Regions from separate parts of the Gasterosteus aculeatus genome. Here region 2 is linked to region 1. Evidence: chromatin contacts called from public Hi-C data. All regions are on one chromosome and are shown on one strand. Each heading gives the region's core, a stretch centred on a gene start, on an enhancer-like site or on the middle of the called end of the contact. The rest is flanking DNA. Distances are from core to core; before and after follow the strand shown.

Region 1 (3,296 bases), core at 275-2,774:
ATACACATGTCAGTGAATAAATCGAATCATTGGCTGAAAGCATGTCATATCCAATACGATAGGTGGCGCTGTTTTCACTACAACTAGTTGTGATACAGCCATTTCCGCCACTACCAACAACAACAACATCAACATTACGAGAAAGATGGCGAGCGGAGAGCGAGGTGAAGCTACATCCCTCTACTATTTGTGCATGATGTTAATAGGAGCACAGCGAATGGCTGTGATAACGGAGAGAAGACGCCGTCGGGATCTCAAGCATGCGCAAAGACGCAAAGTCCAGTTCCTCATCCGATTCACCGTTACATGCCGCAATAGTCGCACTATCAACTGGATCGGATCGAGTTATCCAGGGGTGTTAATCGGATCGTAGTCGGACCGCACATAGTCGGACAAAGTTGTTGACATGAAACGGATAATTCGATTTCAGTTCGACTAAGCCAGTTATTCGAATCCATGTAACCACGCTGTGTGTGGTGGCCTGACAAACACCTAGAGCTCCAACCACACTGAGCCGTGGTGTCAGGACCCTTCCGGGGTGAGCACCTGGACCGTTGGGTGTGCCGTCCGCCGACGTGTGTTCTTGTTTTAGAGCAACCGGCAGCAAAGGCCACGGATCTGTGTGCAGGAGCTCATCACGTAGGTACCAATCAAACACATCTGTAAAAACAGATGCGATTTGATTCAGGTTGGCAGGTTACATACAACGTCCTTAAATGTGTATTAATGTGCCACCGGGCCCTCCCACTCACTCAGAAATAGACCTGTCATTCTGCCCCTTATCGTTGAACTCCTAACAAGACTGTTTGCCTGTGACTGACGTCGATATGATCCCTAAAGCCCCGGGCTTGGCACCAGAACGCTCCTAAGCCAAATTAAGCTGCTGTCATGCCCCCCCCCCCCCCCTCCCCACCCCCACCTTCAGCCTAGCGCTACCCCTGCCATGGGAACCCTAAATCTTTAATGACGACGGAGAGCTCGGCACGTTCCCACGGCACAAAAGCGATGACATCTGTCTCCGTAAGTGCTGCACTCCAGAGCGACCCCATTTGTTCCATCGCCGCCTCTTGAAAAGAAATCAAATATGAGAAAGTCGAGGGAGGGCCGCGACAAAAAAAAAAAAAGAGGAAGGAGGAGGAGAAGTCGAGGACGTTAAAAACAAAAGATCCTGTCTTTGAAAGAGAGGTTCACTTCCCTGTGCTCCTTAAGTGTTCCAAGGAGGTGTTAAAGGAGGCTTCTCGCAATGGTACCCCGGTTTCAGCACACCTGCTCACAGCTACCTCCAACCCCCCCACACCTTCTCCCCCTGTGTGCATATTCAAAGTTATATACATATATTATAGAGGCAAAAAGTAATGCATAGTGAACATCAAAATAATGTACAATTTCCTTAAGAATGTCTAATTTCCTTCTTATCTTGGTGCCAGTTGTATATATATATGTAGCAACTATATAGCAACTTTTTTGCTGGTTGTATTTGATGCAACATGAATAAGTAAACGTCTTCATCTTTGCCAGTCGGACAAAATGTAATACTTTAAACATTATTAGAACATGAATCCGTGGTAAACAGGCATTGTGGGAGCCACCTTCGTCACTCCGCCGGGTCCTTCCTGTGGAGGAACAAAGATGGCGGCGTCCATGCTGTGCAGGAGGACGGCTGCGTTATGCAGGACTTTAAAGGGAATTTCATGCTCAAAAACGGTGCTTTCTGCGGACTCTCCGCGCGGGCTTCCACCGCAGAGCGCGTCCTACAACCCCAGACCTCTACGGCTGAACCTCCACCGGCCCCACATCCCGGACAAGGACAGCGAGAAGACGCCCGAGTGGCAGAAGAGCAGCCGGTATGACAGGAAGCTATTCGGCCGCTACGGTTCCGCCTCGGGCATCGAGCCGGCCTCGCTGTGGCCCAGCCGCGCGGAGCTGGACAGGATGACCGCGGAGGAGAACGAGTGGCAGCCTCCGCTGGAGGTCATGCTGAAGAACGTCCAGGCCAGAGAGGAGGAGGAAACCCAGAGGCGGTTGGCGAAGTAAGTGATGCTAACGTCACTGCAGCTAACTTCAGTGAGTCAAGCCGTTTTGTTTGCTCCGAACTGCGAGCCGGCAGGAATATTTGCGGGCAGGATGGACGCAGGTTACTTCTCGGTATGTTCTACACACGAGGCTCAAACTGTGGCCCACAGGAAGAAGGTGAGACCGCAGAAACGGGGCGAGTATCTGTCCGCAACGCCGACCTCCATTGAGGTCACCTGACGCAGGAGCCATTTGGACTCCAGGCATTCAGAGGACTCCTGCAGCTTCTCTCTCGCGTCATGGGTTATATTTTAAATAAATAGTCATTAGAAATATGCAGCGTACCAGACTGTGATGGAGGAGCGGAGGATGGACTCGGTGGTGGTCTCCGCGGCCTCCGGAGGAACATCCTCTGCTGAGCCTTCTTGGTGATGGAGCTGACGTTGAGGTCCCTCACCCCTCCTGGGTGATGACGGCGCCCAGGAAGTAGAACGGGTGGGGGGGGGGGCGTTCTTCCTGAAATCCCTGCTGTCTTTTGAGCTCCAGTTTGTTGAGCCGGGTCACCAGGTGGTCACTCCTCCACCTGCAGGCGGGATCCTCAAAAACGGCTGATTTGAGTAATTATCGCACAATAGTTCTGGCCAACTATTTCTCTCTTGCATATACTTTGAATGTGACGGATGACCGGAGTAAACAGACTGGTTCTGCATTTGTGACATTAGTGGGAATAAAATACTAACTAATCGGGTGTGATTTGTGCATGGGGATGTTAAAATGGCTTTCATTCTGATGCAGTACAAAAAAAGCATTCATAATCGTGTTTTATGTAGTATGACTTTGATTTATATAAACTGCGTGACAGGGAGTGAATCCAGGCTTTTATAGTTCCTTCTGCGAGGACATTAACCCAATCAATTTCACTGCAGTCCACCTCGTAGCTGAGAGGACATCACTTTGCCGTATTAACATTTGTCTTCTCCCCCACCCCCTCCCATTGTAGAGAGAAACTCATTGCAGCCAACATGGCCAAAATGCCCAAGATGGTCGCCGACTGGCGGCGGGAGAAACGCGAAAGCAAGAGCAAGCTGAAGGAGGAGAAGTCGCGCCGCGCAAAGCTGCTGGCCGAGGCCCGGGAGCGCTTCGGCTACGCCCTGGACCCCCGCAGCCCCAAGTTCTTGGAGATGGTTGCTGAGATCGAAAAGGAGGAGAAGAAGAAAAAGAAGCTAGTGAAGCGCAGACTGAAAGATGAGCAGTTGGCGGCTCCGCCCGTCGCACCTCCTGCC
Region 2 (3,296 bases), core at 209-2,708, 120 kb before region 1:
TCCCAGTGCAACCCTCAACCCAGATGCGTCTTGTCATGGTCGCTCTCCAGTTAGTCGCAGGCTAAAAAAGGGACTTTGTGGTCAATTTAATTTTGTTTTGGGTGAAGGCGGACTGCAGCTTTCATTGGAAACCAAATGGCGCGTTTGCTTGGATCGAGGCTGTGGGCCGAGCTCGAATGTTGTGTGAGAACAAAATTTGTTGTGTTTGTTTTTCGATTCCCCCCCCGCTCGTCTACACAACGTGTGCTGGGAGAAGCTGACCGTTCTCCTGTTCCCCGGCTCCTCCCGCGTCGCTGATGGTTCGGTGGTGTTTTGTGATTCTATTTAACTTCTTTGAAAGGAGAGAGCTGCTTTGCTGCCGTTTCCCCCCGTTGACCCTTCTTCATCCTGGCGTCCTCTTCCTCTCCCTCGTCCTTCCGTTCATCTTTTCCGTTGATCCGGGAAAAAACGTCTCGTCACTGCCGACAGGATAAATGAGTCCAGAGTTTCTCTAAAGAAAGCCGTGCTGCTGTGGTTTTTCCTGTGCCGCTTGGTTGTGTTTTTTGTGTCCGGGGGGGGGGGTCCTGGAATAGCGCTGGGGTTGGGCCGGTCGTTGGGTGGAGGACGACTGTTTTCTAAATCCGTTTGTAAAGAAAGAATTGTAGTTGTGGGTCTGTGCACAGATCTTGTCAGAGGAACCAAGACTGTAGAAGAAAAAAAGGGGGGGGGGGTCATGTTAGTATCAAAACTAGTAACTGCGTGGTACACCTGTCTAATAGCCCCTCCTCTTACTAAATGTTTATTTGTAAAAATAAAAACATTGACAATGAAAGCCAAGGCAGATGCTAAAAGAATCGTGATACCCCAAAGGTCACCTTTATACTCTTTATAGATCTATAATAATAATTCACCGTCCGAATCCTGCCTTCCATCCATTGAGCCCCCACTTTGAAGAACACCAATGCAATCCAACACTTGGTCCTGACACATCTGTACTCATCGCAGTGGTCGGTGGTGTCGTACTGGACTTGCTTGTATGAAGTAGGCTGCTTGGCCTGCGGGATACGGCGCCATGTGCTGGTACGCCAACATTCTACCAGTCGAGCCTCGGAAACTCCTCTGCGGCCTTTTGTTTGACCCCCTCTCCCCCTTTGCCCGGCCCTTATGCCTCCTGCCCCCCCTGGGCACTGTCCCAGCAGGCCTTGGGCATTGTAACTTCTCCCTTCTTGGTTGCTCGCGTTCTCTCTCCTGCACACACAATCCATCCGTCTCCCGTGAAACACTCCGACTAAATCCTTGGCAGCAGACAGTGACCACCCTCTTTTCTTTCCTGCCCCCCCCACCCCCCCGCCCCTCCCTCTCTGAAGTGCACCCCTCTCCTCAATTTCAAGATCAACTGGCTATGACATCATGTCTGGTTGCCCTGGGTGACGAGACGGCCGGGACGTGACTTCTGTTGGGGGCCGAAACTCTGTCCGCTTCGCTCCCTCCATCTCCACCCCACCATAGGTGTCTCGTTTCCAACCTCCTCCGGCTCGCAGGGCCTCACATCTGCCACCAGAGGGCACACGGAGCCAACTGATGTCAGCCGGGAGAGAACGAGAGCGAACGAGAGAGAGCGAGCGAGATCCTCGGCTGTCCCGTAGTCACCACATGCACACATGCTGACACGCTCTTTTGTCTGGTGATCTATCATTTCTTTTTATTGGCCCATCAATCTCTTTTGTGAGGCACATGCTAACTATTAATGCTGTGTGTTTTGGCTCTGCCTCCAAAAGTCAAACCAGACATTGTGTCCCACTCAGTGCTGAGCATCAGTGAGCGCATTCAGAAAAAAAGCACGGACTGGCAAAAAGTATGTAGATGCTCCGTATTGTTTTGGTGTGTTTTTCTTGGTTTGGATGGAGGTGACCATGGTGATATTTAAGCCTCTGCGAAAGGCCTCGTCGTCTAAACGCCGGAGGTCGACCTCGCTGCGAGTCTCTCGCTGCTGACGGAGAGATCTGTCGCAAAGCTGGAAGAGCCTTTTTATTGGCTAAAAGCCGTTTCAGGTGGTCGTTCTTTCAGAGCGAGGCGTTCTGTGGTGACATCCTCGGGTGTCCGGGGGGTTCGCCTACTTTCGGCCACATGGGGCGTTGAGTCGTGTAGGACAGAGCGATCTACACGAGACACAACGAAGGTGACGGGATGAAGGTCGGGAGGGAAAGCAGTGCAGGGCAAGAAGACGACGAGGGGAGTGAAATAGCTTGAGAGGGAGAGAGCGAGGGCAATAACGTGTGGAGGAACGGGGGGGATCGACGGAGCGGTTTCAGATGGTTTCCATGTGTTCCGGAGCAGAGCTCGGGGCTGAGTTGGCTCAAGGTGGGTGTGGTCGGACGCTAATGAAAAAATTACCGGTGGTAACGGAGGGAAGATACAGAGAAGGCTGTGAGAGGGAGAAAGTGCAAGGCAGAGCGGGAGAAAGTTAATAATAGGGAGGCAGGGGAGGAGAGGGGAAAGCGGGGAGGGAGCCAGGAGAGGGAGAGAAAACGGGCAGCGAGGGAGACGGCCCTCGGGCGCAACATGTGCCGAGTAAACAAGGCGAGCACATATGGCAACGCGCGCACGGGGCCGAGAAATGCAGATGCACGAGTGCACGCGCCTGTGGGGCGGCGTGGAAGGAGAGGCGCAGGAAAACACGCCAGCCGGTTTTCAGGGGGCGAGGGAATTACAAATATGTTTCCACCAACGTCCGTCCGGTAAAGGAGTTTTTTCCCCCCCGCAGTTGGTCTGGGCTCCTACCTGCGTCTGCTGCGGGATGTTCAGAAAGTTGTTGTCCCGTGATCCGATGCCGACAAACCTGTTGGGAGCTGTGGCGCCTGGCGTGGAGTATGCTGGGGAGAGAGAAGAGGACCAAACTGAGGCGTTAGAAGACACGCGACAGCATCAAAGCAGTGGTTCATGGTTATTCATCTTTCTTACCAAAAGCGGGAGGAAACGCTCAGCTCTGCCGGCATGTCTGCACGGCAAAGACGACCACAGCTAGCGGCCGGTTAGCTTAGCCTGAACACTAGCCTAGCTCTTTCAGAAGCTAACAAAACCTGCTGCCCAACACCATCTCACAGATAAATACAAAATATTAAAAGTGTAAAAACCACACATATGTTCAAATGACATTCCGTGTTAATTTGACAGCCTGCAGATGGACAGCCGTTCAAGGCGTCTGCCCCCTTCTCCTAGTTTCTTTGCTAAACTAAGCTAAGCTAACAGGCCGCTGGCTGTAGTCTCATAATCATCCCACAGTTAAAAATGTCAAGCTAGTGCCCCAAACTTTATAA

Evidence for each region. Hi-C and Micro-C count contacts between places; a contact is called where the count stands out from the background.
Region 2: a Hi-C map of skeletal muscle shows a contact between it and region 1, with 2.6 times the contacts expected there. The contact joins the enhancer-like site here to the promoter of gadd45gip1 in region 1. A contact is called at or near these places in 2 of 6 Hi-C or Micro-C datasets (skeletal muscle and whole body).

The regions. Positions count from the first base shown.
Region 1 is chr11:3,863,149-3,866,444 of fGasAcu3.hap1.1, reverse strand. gadd45gip1 (growth arrest and DNA-damage-inducible, gamma interacting protein 1) reads left to right here and starts at 1,524. Exons shown (of 2, transcript XM_040190796.2): 1 at 1,524-2,030; 2 at 3,014-3,296. The coding sequence starts at 1,630.
Region 2 is chr11:3,984,188-3,987,483 of fGasAcu3.hap1.1, reverse strand. It overlaps nfixb (nuclear factor I/Xb), which reads right to left. Exons shown (of 12, transcript XM_078084470.1): 11 at 2,761-2,852; 12 at 1-683. The coding sequence ends at 2,781. Among protein-coding and RNA genes, the nearest start is that of rad23aa, 15 kb to the left of the region's middle. Within about 2 kb of position 1,458, at least 1 of the 9 cell types and tissues checked has open chromatin away from gene starts, as enhancers often do.